Regions from separate parts of the Callithrix jacchus genome. Here region 1 is linked to region 2. The links are chromatin contacts, called in public Hi-C maps. All regions are on one chromosome and are shown on one strand. The core of a region is the stretch at or near the end of the contact, and the rest is flanking DNA. Distances in the headings are between cores, read along the strand shown. Region 1 overlaps SYNE3 (spectrin repeat containing nuclear envelope family member 3). Region 2 overlaps SYNE3 (spectrin repeat containing nuclear envelope family member 3).

The links. A called contact is a pair of places that touch in the nucleus more often than the background predicts.
Region 1: a contact with region 2 is called in a Hi-C map of induced pluripotent stem cells, with 2.3 times the contacts expected there. The contact joins two enhancer-like sites. A contact is called at or near these places in 2 of 3 Hi-C or Micro-C datasets (induced pluripotent stem cells and skeletal muscle).

The regions. Positions count from the first base shown.
Region 1 is chr8:130,322,061-130,327,554 of calJac240_pri, reverse strand. It overlaps SYNE3 (spectrin repeat containing nuclear envelope family member 3), which reads left to right. Exons shown (of 21, transcript XM_078335710.1): 4 at 1,311-5,494. Among named protein-coding and RNA genes, the nearest start is that of SYNE3, 12 kb to the left of the region's middle. Within about 2 kb of position 1,739, at least 7 of the 16 cell types and tissues checked have an H3K27ac peak or open chromatin away from gene starts, as enhancers often do.
Region 2 is chr8:130,248,345-130,253,787 of calJac240_pri, reverse strand. SYNE3 (spectrin repeat containing nuclear envelope family member 3) reads left to right here. Exons shown (of 21, transcript XM_078335710.1): 10 at 1,139-1,275; 11 at 3,503-3,677. Among named protein-coding and RNA genes, the nearest start is that of SYNE3, 86 kb to the left of the region's middle. Within about 2 kb of position 3,632, at least 2 of the 16 cell types and tissues checked have an H3K27ac peak or open chromatin away from gene starts, as enhancers often do.

The sequences.
Region 1 (5,494 bases), core at 490-2,989, 76 kb before region 2:
AAAAGCTCAGTGAGCGCTAAGGGATGCGGAAAGCTCAGTAGAGGAGTGACCCTTGAGCTGAGTTTTGAAAGAGTAAAGTGCCTCTATATAAACGGGAGGGACATTCCAGGAAGAGGGAGCAACCAGGGCAAAGGCAAAAGGCCCCTGGGCCTGCTGGGGAAATGCCAGGCCATTTCTTGAGAAGTACAGGATTGGACATAGCTGAGGTAAGGACAGATGGCAAGGCCTTAGGCTCTCCTCTGGATGCGGGAAGGTCCCAGGAGGAGTGTAAGCTGTGGAGGGCTTGAGAGATCACCTTTGCAGGAGAGTTGAGGATGGATTGTAGGTGCCCGAGCTGCCAGGGCCACTTAGGGTCATCAGATTTAACCTTTGGGGTGGGAGGCATGGGGGAAGGGCACCGCATCAAGCTGAGTTCTTGGAAGGTAAGGATGGCAGTGTCTGGTGACTGGCTGACTGTGGGAGGAAGAAGGAAAGATTCAGGTTTATTCCCAGGGTTTTGCTTAGCCACGGACTACACTTGCTGATTCAGGGAATACAGGGAGGGGGAAGGAAGATTGGAAAGGTAGGGTCATGTATTACTTTTGAGCATTTCTATTTCCAGGTGCCTCAGGAACATCTAAATCATCAGGTTATGTGTGAAATAAAGGGAGAGAGTATGCAGATTATTGCCTCTGCAGGTCTGGATTTATTGACAAAGGAGATTTGGGGAGGGAGGGCAAGAAGGAGTGTAGAGAAGAAAGCCTGGAGAAGGCCTGTAGCTGGGGAAGGACAGGCCATGGGGAGAATTGGGAGCAAATGCTTCAGGGAAGAGGCAGTTACCAGAAGCCACAGAGGGCCTGGGCTTGGGGCTCTTGTAGTCCCAGCACTTTGGGAGGCTGAGGCAGGAGGATTGCTTGAGGCCATGTGTTCTAGACTAGCCTGGGCATCATAGGCCCCATCTCTAGAAAAAGTTGTAAAAGTTAGTTGGACACAGTGGTGTGTGCCTATAGTCCTAGCCACTTGAGAGGCTGAGGTGGGAGGATGACTTTGGCCCAGGAGTTTTAGACAGCAGTGAACTATGATTGTACCACTGCACTCCAGCCTGGGCAACAGAACAAGACTGTCTCTTTAAAAAAAAAAAAAGCCACAGAGAGAAGCCAAGTAAGGGCACAGGGTCTCTTGGATTTGGTAATGGGGGTAAACAGTGTGGGCTGATGCAATCAGTGTTTGCTGACCTTGGGCACTTCACTGAGCCTCTAAGGGGCTCTGCAACACGTTGGAGTTGGGCCAGTAAATCTGTCATTTTTGTCTCTGTGTGAACTTTGTTGTAGGCCATCTCTGTAGTTGGTGAACAGAGCAGATGGAGTCCAGTCATTTTGCACAAACATTTCCGTTTGGATGATGACAAGCTTGACTGCCGAAGCTGGTGCACTCATCCCGTCGGCATGGTGCTAGCCGAGACCTCTGAAATACCCAAGGACACCAAGATGTGTGTGCCACCTTCTCTCTTGCCTTTATAGCAGTTGCTTCTGTCTGCTGAATAGGGCTTTCCAATTAACCAGGAGGGACATTTAGTGACACTGGCAGGTTTCCTCTGTATACCAAATCTACAACTTCAAAGAAGAAATTGAAGATAAAAATTCTTTGAAACCTTAGGCCAGGTGCTGCAGCTATTACAGTTGCAAGGACTTGTGGCAGTCGGTTGGAAAACGTTTCTTCTGCATGTGTTCAGTGCCAGCTGTTGGCAGTAGGATTCTATGGTTTCGGAACTACCACAGTGAAACAATGTTCTCTATTAGGGAAGTGTCCTGAGCTGTCAAGAACCGTCATCAAGAGCAGCAGGTTTTGTAAGATATGTGAACCTATTTGGTACCAGCCCCTGCCACTCGGATAGAGGCTTCCCCAAAGAGCCCAGTGCCGACGGCTTACAGGGAATGGATGAGGATGGTGCAATACCCTTCATGGGTTCCGGTGCCCTAAAGAGGATGCCAAGGCCACGCCTCTGCGTGTCTGCCAGGGCTGGGCTCAGAGCCTCCCGGCTTCCTGGGCACTCTGCCTATCACATAGCACTTCTAAGGTGATCACATGTTCAGAACAGCCATCCTTGTCAAAGCAAGGAGAGGATGCTTCAGGAATTTTCAAAAACATGTCTCTAGGGATTAAAAAAAAAAAAAAAACGCAAAGCTTCATTTTCCTCCTTAGTGGGAAGTCTTCCTTACCGCCTCTTCCTGAGTTAGTGTCTGTCGTGAAGCATACTTTGGAATCAGAGTAAGTGGAGGATTTAATTTACCATGGGAGTACACATTTGCACAGAACCTCAAGTTTGTTGTGCATTTCATCATCTTTATGTGAATCTCATGACAGCTCTTACAAGGAAAACAGGAAGAACTGGCCGCATTTTATAAATGTGGAGACAGGAGGAGATGAGATGGCTCACCTCTGCCCAGCCGACTGGGGAATGCAGAGCCCAGAGAGACAGCAAGTCAGAAGATGCTGATCCAGGGAGCTTTTCACTCTGCCACCCACCCCACCATTAGAAACACCGACATTATTAAGGCTGCATTTATATTTCAAAACAAAAACAAGCAAACATGCCAGGTTCGTAATTTGCTGTTGTTTTAACCAAATGATACAGCTCAAGAGTGAGCAGCCATCAGTTCTGTGAGTGAAGAGCAAGCACACATCTTGTGTGTTTAGCAACCGAGGAGGCAGCTGAACGTGGAAGTGACTTTCCTGGTATGTCACAATTCAGAGAATACAAAACCACATTCATTATCTGAAATGGGCTCAGCTGTCTCTGTGTGCCTTATCATACAGAGCTGGGAACTTTGATGTGTGTGGTGTATGTTTGAGTGTGTGTTTTGCTGCCTATGCAGATAATCTACATAACTGGAGGCTTCAGGCTTGCTTTTTACACACACACACACACACACACACACACGACTTCTCACCTGTTACTAACACTGGTGCTGGTTTGTTTGCTGACTATTTGAATTTATCAATAACCTTGCCACAGAAGGATCAGCATAGCTAATCAGTATATGCTGTGTATGGAAAATATAACCTAAAAAACAGATTGGAATTTAATCATGACCACTATTGCTATGAGACAGAATCCACAGTGATGAAGTGTGTGGGTGCTGGGGTGAGACTTCCTGAGTGTGTCCCCGAGGTGAGTCATGTCATATCTGGGTGGTGATGGCCAAGTTTTCACCTTTTTCCCTCATTTAGAAAACAGGATGATAATAGGAGCAATCCTGAAGGGTGGGAATGAGGATTAAATTAATAATATAAGTAAAGGCTTAGAACAGTGTGTGGCCGATGGTAGGTAAGTCCTTAATAAATGTAAAATATCATTATTTCCATCATTTGAGATACCTCACACAACTCATTTTATCTAGAGGACAACTCCAAACACGCATGCCTCCACGTCTCTCTCCTGTCTCTGGATTCCTCTACAAGTCAGTTTTGTACCATGCAGTCTCACATTTGATGATATGCAGCGTTATTTAGTTACATGAATGATTTGCATGTCTTAATGTCGCTTCCCCAACAGACTGTACATTCCTTGATGGCAGGAACCATGTGACTGGCTTTTGTTAGATTTCTGCAACTCAAGAGCCAGTCCTAGGCAACTGTTGGACACTTAAACATCACTAGATGTGTTCATCATTAGGGAAAAGTAGGAAAAATCCGATGCTGTGAGTTAGTAAGTGGGTATTATATCCAACAGCTGAAACTTAAAAGGTGAAGATTTATGTTGACACAGACGTGTGTTCAAAACCTTTATAGCAGATGCATTGATAATAGACAAAAACTGGGAACAACCCAGATGCCCTTCAACAAGGGAATGGTGACCTAGCCCCTGATGCATGACACTGTGGATTGCTGCTCAGCAATGAGAAGGCGCAGACTCGACACAGTAGCCAGCCTGGGTGACGCTCCGGAGAACTACACTGAGTGGATGAGGGCAGTCCCACTGTGCGATTCCATGATTATCACATTCTTGAAATGACCAAATCATAGGAGAACAGAGGAGTGGCTGCCAGAGTTGAAGGAGGGGATGGGGAAGGAGGGAGGAGAGCATGCGGGATCCTTGTTATGGAAGTATCTTGTGTGGCGATGGTGTCTGTCAGTATGCTAGCTATGATACTGTCCCACTGTTTTGTAAGACGCTGCCACTGGGGGAAACTGGGTAAAGCATAGAGGGGACCTCTGTATGATTTCTTACAGCTGCATGTGAATTTACAGTGGTCTCAAAAGAAAACATTTTATTAAAAAAAAAAAAACCCACATACACTTAAGGTGGTTCCAACAGAAGCAGAAAGAGTAGACTGGGCTTCCCAATGGTGGAGAAACATGACAGGCCTCTTCCAGAATGATTTTATATGTTTTCTATTTTCGTTTTTTCCTTTTTTTTTTTTTGAGACGAAGTTTTGCTCTTATTACCCAGGCTGGAGTGCAATGGCGCGATCTCAGCTCACCGCAACCTCCGCCTCCTGTGTTCAGGCAATTCTTCTGCCTCAGCCTCCTGAGTAGCTGGGATTACAGGCACACGCCACCGTGCCCAGCTAATTTTTTGTATTTTTAGTAGAGACGTGGTTTCACCATGTTGACCACCAGGATGGTCTCGATCTCTTGACCTCATGATCCACCCGCCTCGGCCTCCCAAAGTGCTGGGATTACAGGCCTGAGCCACCACGCTGGACCCTTTTTTTTTTTTTTTTGAGATGGAGTCTCGCTTTGTTACTCGGGCTGGAGTACCAGAGAGGTGCCCCTGCTCAGTTGATGAGTGGCAGCTGCCCATGGGGAAGGCAACCTACCCAGAGAAGTTAATAAACCAGGGTGCTGGATCTGCTCACCCCAGAAGCACATGTAGCACCCGAGTGGGAAAGGACAGACCAACACATGGAGAACTGATGAAAAACAAAGAAGAAGGAACAGTTCAGAGCAGAATGGGATGAGAACCAGCCCTCCATGCTCAGACCAGGACCACTCTGATGAGGCACCCCAGAAGCGGGCACCCGTAACGTGAGCTTTTCATCCATGTTCAACTGAAAGCACTTACCTCACCACTAAGTGGGAAGCCAGGCCAGAGATGGAGAGATGAGAATGCAAATGTTTTGAACAGCAGTTCCTATCCTGGGACCCTGGGCAATCCCCCTCCTCCCTACTCTCTTGCCTCAGTTTACCCATGAGGTGCTTTGTTAGCCAGAAGAGCCACTGCAGCTTTTGTTGTACCCTATCTATGGAGACTGAACACAAACACACACAACTGAAAAAAATCTTGCTTAGAAAATGAGGGCCCTGCAGATTGCTGTGAAGCTGGCTAACCAGCAGCAAATGTGAAACAGACCCGGATAATTTCCCCGGGGCTGTTAAATTGATTCCTGCTTCCCTGGGAGTGGTGGTGGAGATGCTGGCTGCAGGGAAGAGACATAGGGAAAGAGAGGTAAAAACTTCGCTTTTTGGAAGACAGATTGTACGTTGCACAAACAGCCCCCACTGCCAAGTG
Region 2 (5,443 bases), core at 2,383-4,882:
AGGAATATTTTCGAGAATGAACAGGGCTGGCCGGGCAGATTCTATGTCCTTCTGCCTACATAGTGGCCCCTGTTGCCCCAGCTGCTGCCTAAAATCCTTCCCTCTATTTGCGCGTTCTCTCCTAAGCTTAATACTCTTATCCCTGTTCATCTGTGGATACCCCAGGCTAAACCTAATTGGAGCTGTCCCTGGTTCCTCGTGGCTGGAGGATTGAGCAGAGGTTGTTAAAAAAAAAATAAAGAAGAAGGGTAAAGCATAGGGCTGCCTCCTGGGTTTGAGGGAGCTGGGGATGGAGAGACAAGGGTACCCTGCTCTGTACCAAGTACCTTGTCAATATCACCCGACCCACGTGGTTGGTGAGAGTGGCCCCATTTATCAATGAGGGAACAGCCTAAAGTGAACAGCTAGGAAAGGACAGAGGTGGGTCTCCCGCCAGCTCTGTGTTATGCCGAAGCCCATGCACTTTCCACTACCCCACCCTGCCTCCTACTGAGCAGGGCTAGGCCAGGTGCTGGGAGTCCTGCAGATCAAGGTCAAATGCGGAACTTCCCAGGACAGCAGGGAAAGGCTGTGTCTGGAGTGTGCACACAATGAAGTGAAGCAACTGGTAATAGTCCATGCAAATATCTTCTAGGCCTGCCTGGAATAATCGCCGGGTTGACAAAGCACCGTTAGAGGCAGGAAGAGGCCCTGCTATGATGTCGGGTCCACCATCCACAGACTCTGCAACTATCAGAGAGCCCTTAGCCCGAGTTTCTGTGTAAATAACATGGGGACACAGACTAGCCTTTCAGGCTTAAACAAATGGGACACCCACGGCACTCAGCCTGGCATTGGTGTCTCCTGAGTATTAGTTATTTGTATCATTAGGTGCTAGTGATTGCCATGACAATGCTGGGAGGTAGGGGATAATAAAGAGCCGAACTGTAGCCCAGCAACAGACAGTAAAAGCAGAGTTCCAAGTCATGGAACTGGAGATGAGAGGGCGGGGGCTGAGCTTGAGTGGGGCCCCAGTTCCTGCTCTTGCTGACAGTTTCCTCCCAGCCTGAACCAACCTCAGTGGCTACACTCACTCCCCTACACTTATCCCGTTAAGGAGCCTCATCCCCCCTCCCCGCTGTGTCGTTGTATGCTGCAGGCAACACAGGCAGCGCTGGCCTCGGAGGAGCCCCGGGTAGCCCGGCTGCAGGCCCAGCTGAAGGAGCTCATGGTCTTCCCCCACGACCTGCAGCCGCTGTCCAACAGCGTCGTGGCTGCCATCCGGGAGTATCAGAGGTATCTGGGAAGGCCGAGGGCGGTGGGACTCAGGGTGTGCTGGAACCCACGTCTCCCCATCTCCAGAAGGCGGGCTTGCTTTCTCCTGCAGCCTAGGAACTTCTAAATCATTCTCTGCACCTCTCAGTGACGGGCTTTTACAGGTTCTCACTTGGCTCAGACACTGTCCTGTTTGACTGTTTTGCATTTGCTCGAAGAAAGAGGCCTGAACTTGCATTTATCCAGGCTAGTGGCCCAGCCACCCATCCGGTCATGACTCTTTATGCAGATTAGCATTGGGGAGCGGTGATGGCCCAAAGGGAGGGCTTTCAATTTTCCATCCCCCTGCCTTCTGACGCTGACTTCAACATCTGAGTGTCTCCAGATCAGCCTCCACCTGCCCCGCAGCCCCTGGGCTCAGGCACAGCAAGGCCTCCAGCTTCCATTTAACATCTACAGATAATTTTTCAAATAGAATGTCCAGTACCAAGTCATAGGTAACCAGTACCTGAAACCTCGGTAAGAGAAACCAGAGGGAGAGGAAGACCCTTGGCCACTCTGTCTTTGCCTTCAGCAAAGGGTCTTCAGTCTAAAGACCCTTCAGGCCACTCTGTATCCTCTCTGTGCAGAACCGAGCAAAGTGTTGATTTGAAATCTGTTACCTGTCTTTGCTGCATGAGCCTCAGAGGTGTTCTGAACATAGCACAACTTTCCCCGTGGCTGTCGGGCATCTCCTATCTTTGCCTGGTACCAGGAGCTCCCACCTTTGCTGTGTGTCTCTCATCCCACAGCATGCTCAGGCCCACATCTATAAAATAGGGGCAGTGGCCTGGATCCCCTGTGGGATGCTAAGGTAGGGGTAGGGCTGGGCTTGGGGGTTGGATTTCCTGTGCACGAAGCGGGCAGGGAGACAGAGTGGCTAAGGGTCTTCCTCTCCCTCTGGTTTCTCTTACCGAGGTTTCGGGTACTGGTTACCTATGACTTGGTGCTGGACATTCTATTTGAAAAATTATCTGTAGAAATTAAATGGGCCTAGGATGACGGTATCTTATTTAAGAAAGGGTTTGGTTTGCTTCTTCCAGGTGCCTGGGGGCAGGCAGGACTGGTCTAGGGTCTCCATGATTTATCCTCAGGGCCTGTAGTTCCCTGGTCTGTTTGACTGGCTTGCAGTGCACTTTCATCCTGAAGGCATGACCTTTGCGATGCCAGCTTCACGTGAGGCGCGGTTTTCAGAATCTGCCTGTCTTTGATAGGCCCCTCTCCTGAGAGGCTGCCAAAGCCCTAAATCAGTTTTGCAGCTCTTTCTTCCAGATTGGCAAATGTCCTCAGGGTCGAAGTAGCTTTGGCTGTTAGACTCACATTTCTATTATTTGTTTTTTAAAACTTTGATCAGGCAATTTTTTTTTGTCTTTTGTTTTTGTACTCAGTGGGAAGGCCAGTCTGAATTAATTTTCTTCCGTGACTGGAAGAATAATGTCTCCATGTGTCACCTCATGTAACACTTAGAATGATTGTATGAGAGGGGTGCCCTTTTCAGAGGCAAGAAAGCTAAGACTTATTAATGTTGAGCCCCTTAAGGTCCCATAGCTGGCTCCAAACTCCCAGCTCTTTATAACTACTATAGAATCAGAGAACACTTATTCCTCTTATTTATGTATGTATTTATCTGGAGACAGGTGTCGCTTTGACACCTAGGTTGGAGTGCAGTGGTGCAATCAGAGCTCACTGCAACCTCAAACGCCTTGGCTCAAGCAATCCTCTTACCCCAGCCTCCCGAGTAGCTAGGACTACAGGCATGCACCATGATGCCCAGCTAATTTTAAAATATTTTTTGTAGAGATGGGGTCTTGCTATGTTGCCCAGGCTGGTCTCATACTCCTGGCCTCAAGTGATCCTCCTGCTTTGGCCTCCCAAAGCGCTAGGAGTACAGGTGTGAGCCACCGTATCCTGCCCATGCATGCAAATTATATAAGAGCCTACAGGTCCCAGGGAGCCCCAGTGTCTGTTCTCAGGAAGACCCCAGGCCTGCAACTGATGCTTTTTCATAGTGATATTAACCAAAGTTCCTTCCAACTACATCTTGTAACTACTACTGCAGACACCCCCAGCAACTGAGATAGGAGAGAGCCCACCCTGGGAGCAGCGAGCAGCACACACTGGGCCTTTTGAGGGTCTCAGCAGAGGCCCCACCCCTGGACTGAAGCCACTCTCTCTCCTCCCTCATTTTCTCCCTCCACGGTCCTCACAGCCTGAAGGGGAAGAGTGCCAGGCTGCGCAATGCTGCCGGGGTGGAGCTGTGGCAGCATTTCCAGCGGCCTCTGCAGGATCTGCAGCTGTGGAGGGCCCTGGCCCAGCGGCTCTTGGAGGTCACTGCCAGCCTGCCGGACCTGCCTTCCCTTCACACCTTCCTGCCCCAGATCGAGGTAACCATGGTCCTGCCAACGGGTTGTGACTGGGGTGGGCCACTGGTGGGGCATCGCGTTTCAGCCTCTCTCCCAGGGGAAGGTCCATTGCCGGATCTTCCGGATATCTGGGGAGAGCTCCCGTCTGCTGAGTCCTGGTGCACAGGGAGTGACTATGCTTGCTTGTTACAGTGGCAAAGGTCAGCTTGGCTCCTGGGCAGGAGGTGAAGCCGCCTGGGGTTAACCCGGGGTTCCGTACGGACGCTCCCCGCCCGCAAGCATCTCCCAGGTGGAGGCATCAGCAGTCCTGAGAGAGCAGCGTTATCAGGCCATTGCCTTTACTGTGGCTACAAGTGGCGGGAAATCTGACCTGAGCTGTGGTGGCTTAAAACAGCGACATTCAGGCAGTCCAGGGTGCCAGGCCACAGCTCAGCGGTGTCACCAGGACCAGGCCCTTTGTAGATCTAAGCCAAGTCCCCCTTCATGGCCCCAGCATGGCTGCTATGGCTCCAAACATGCACCTCCCATGAACAACTGGCTCTGGACAGAGCCCGCGGCGCACGGGGTCCTCTCCACCTCCACTTCTGCCTTTCAAATCCTTCCCTGACCTGCACACTCCCCTTACTTGGCTCATTGGCCAGTCAAGGTCATATGACTCTTCCCGGACCAATCACTGGCAAGGATGATGGGATCGCTGTAACTTGTTTGTACCAATTAGACTCAGCGCCCAGGAGCTGAGCCCTTTGCATCCCAAAATGCTGGTTGTTTGGAAAGAGAGAAGGAGGAATGGCTGTGGGATAGGCAGCAGACAGCATCTGCCATGATGCCCATCACTACTGTGTGCCCAGTGTGCCTGTACATACTGCCTTTGGCATCATTGAACTCGGAAGTCCGTCCAATGATTTTGTGTCTAGAGATTCTTAGACACAAAGAGTGGGAAAAGGCTCAAACGTGAGATGTAAGTCCCCATTTATGTCAATGTTCATTCTAATTATAAAGGGCATACCTACCTGGACAGCGTAATGGTGTGTGAAGAAGAAAACAAAAAGCTCCCATAATCCCACGGGCCACAGGGACGAACATGTCGGGGCAATTTCTCCATTGCTTTTTCTGCCACCTTGGTATTACGTGGGAGAACCAATAACCAGGGTTGGCCCCTGCTCACCGTTGGGTTTACTACTTAGCCATGTGCCTGCATTTCAAAACGTCTACATTTGCGATTTTCCACTTAGGGCTTATGTTGGAACAAGAATTTGTTTTCTTCTTCACTTTTGTTTTATTTTGTTTTGTTACGTTTTTTGGAGACCAAGTCTCATTCTATCACCCAGGCTGATAGAATGAAAGTGCAGAGGTGCGATCCCAGCTCACCGCAACCTCTGCCTCCTGGGTTCAAGTGATTTTCCTGCCTCAGCCTCTCAGGTAGCTGGGATTACAGGCATGCGTCACCACACCCAGCTATTTTTTTGTATTTTTAGTAGAGATGGGGTTTCACCATGTTGCCCGGGTTGGTCTCGAACTCCTGATCTCAAGTGATCCACCAGCCTCGGTCTTTCAAAGTGCTAGGATTACAGATGTGAGCCAGCACGCTTGGCCTCTCTTCATAATTTTTAAGCTGCAAGGCATGACTTTTCTTTCCAAGGGTCCAGTGGGCCCCTTCTCCCACCCCCATGCTCCAAAGGATGATTCCATCTTTATTAGGCAGGGCATCCTGGAGTGAATTTCTTATGTGCCACAAACCTCAATTTTAGGTCAGAAGATCCCAGATCTATCCTTTATATCTGATGAAA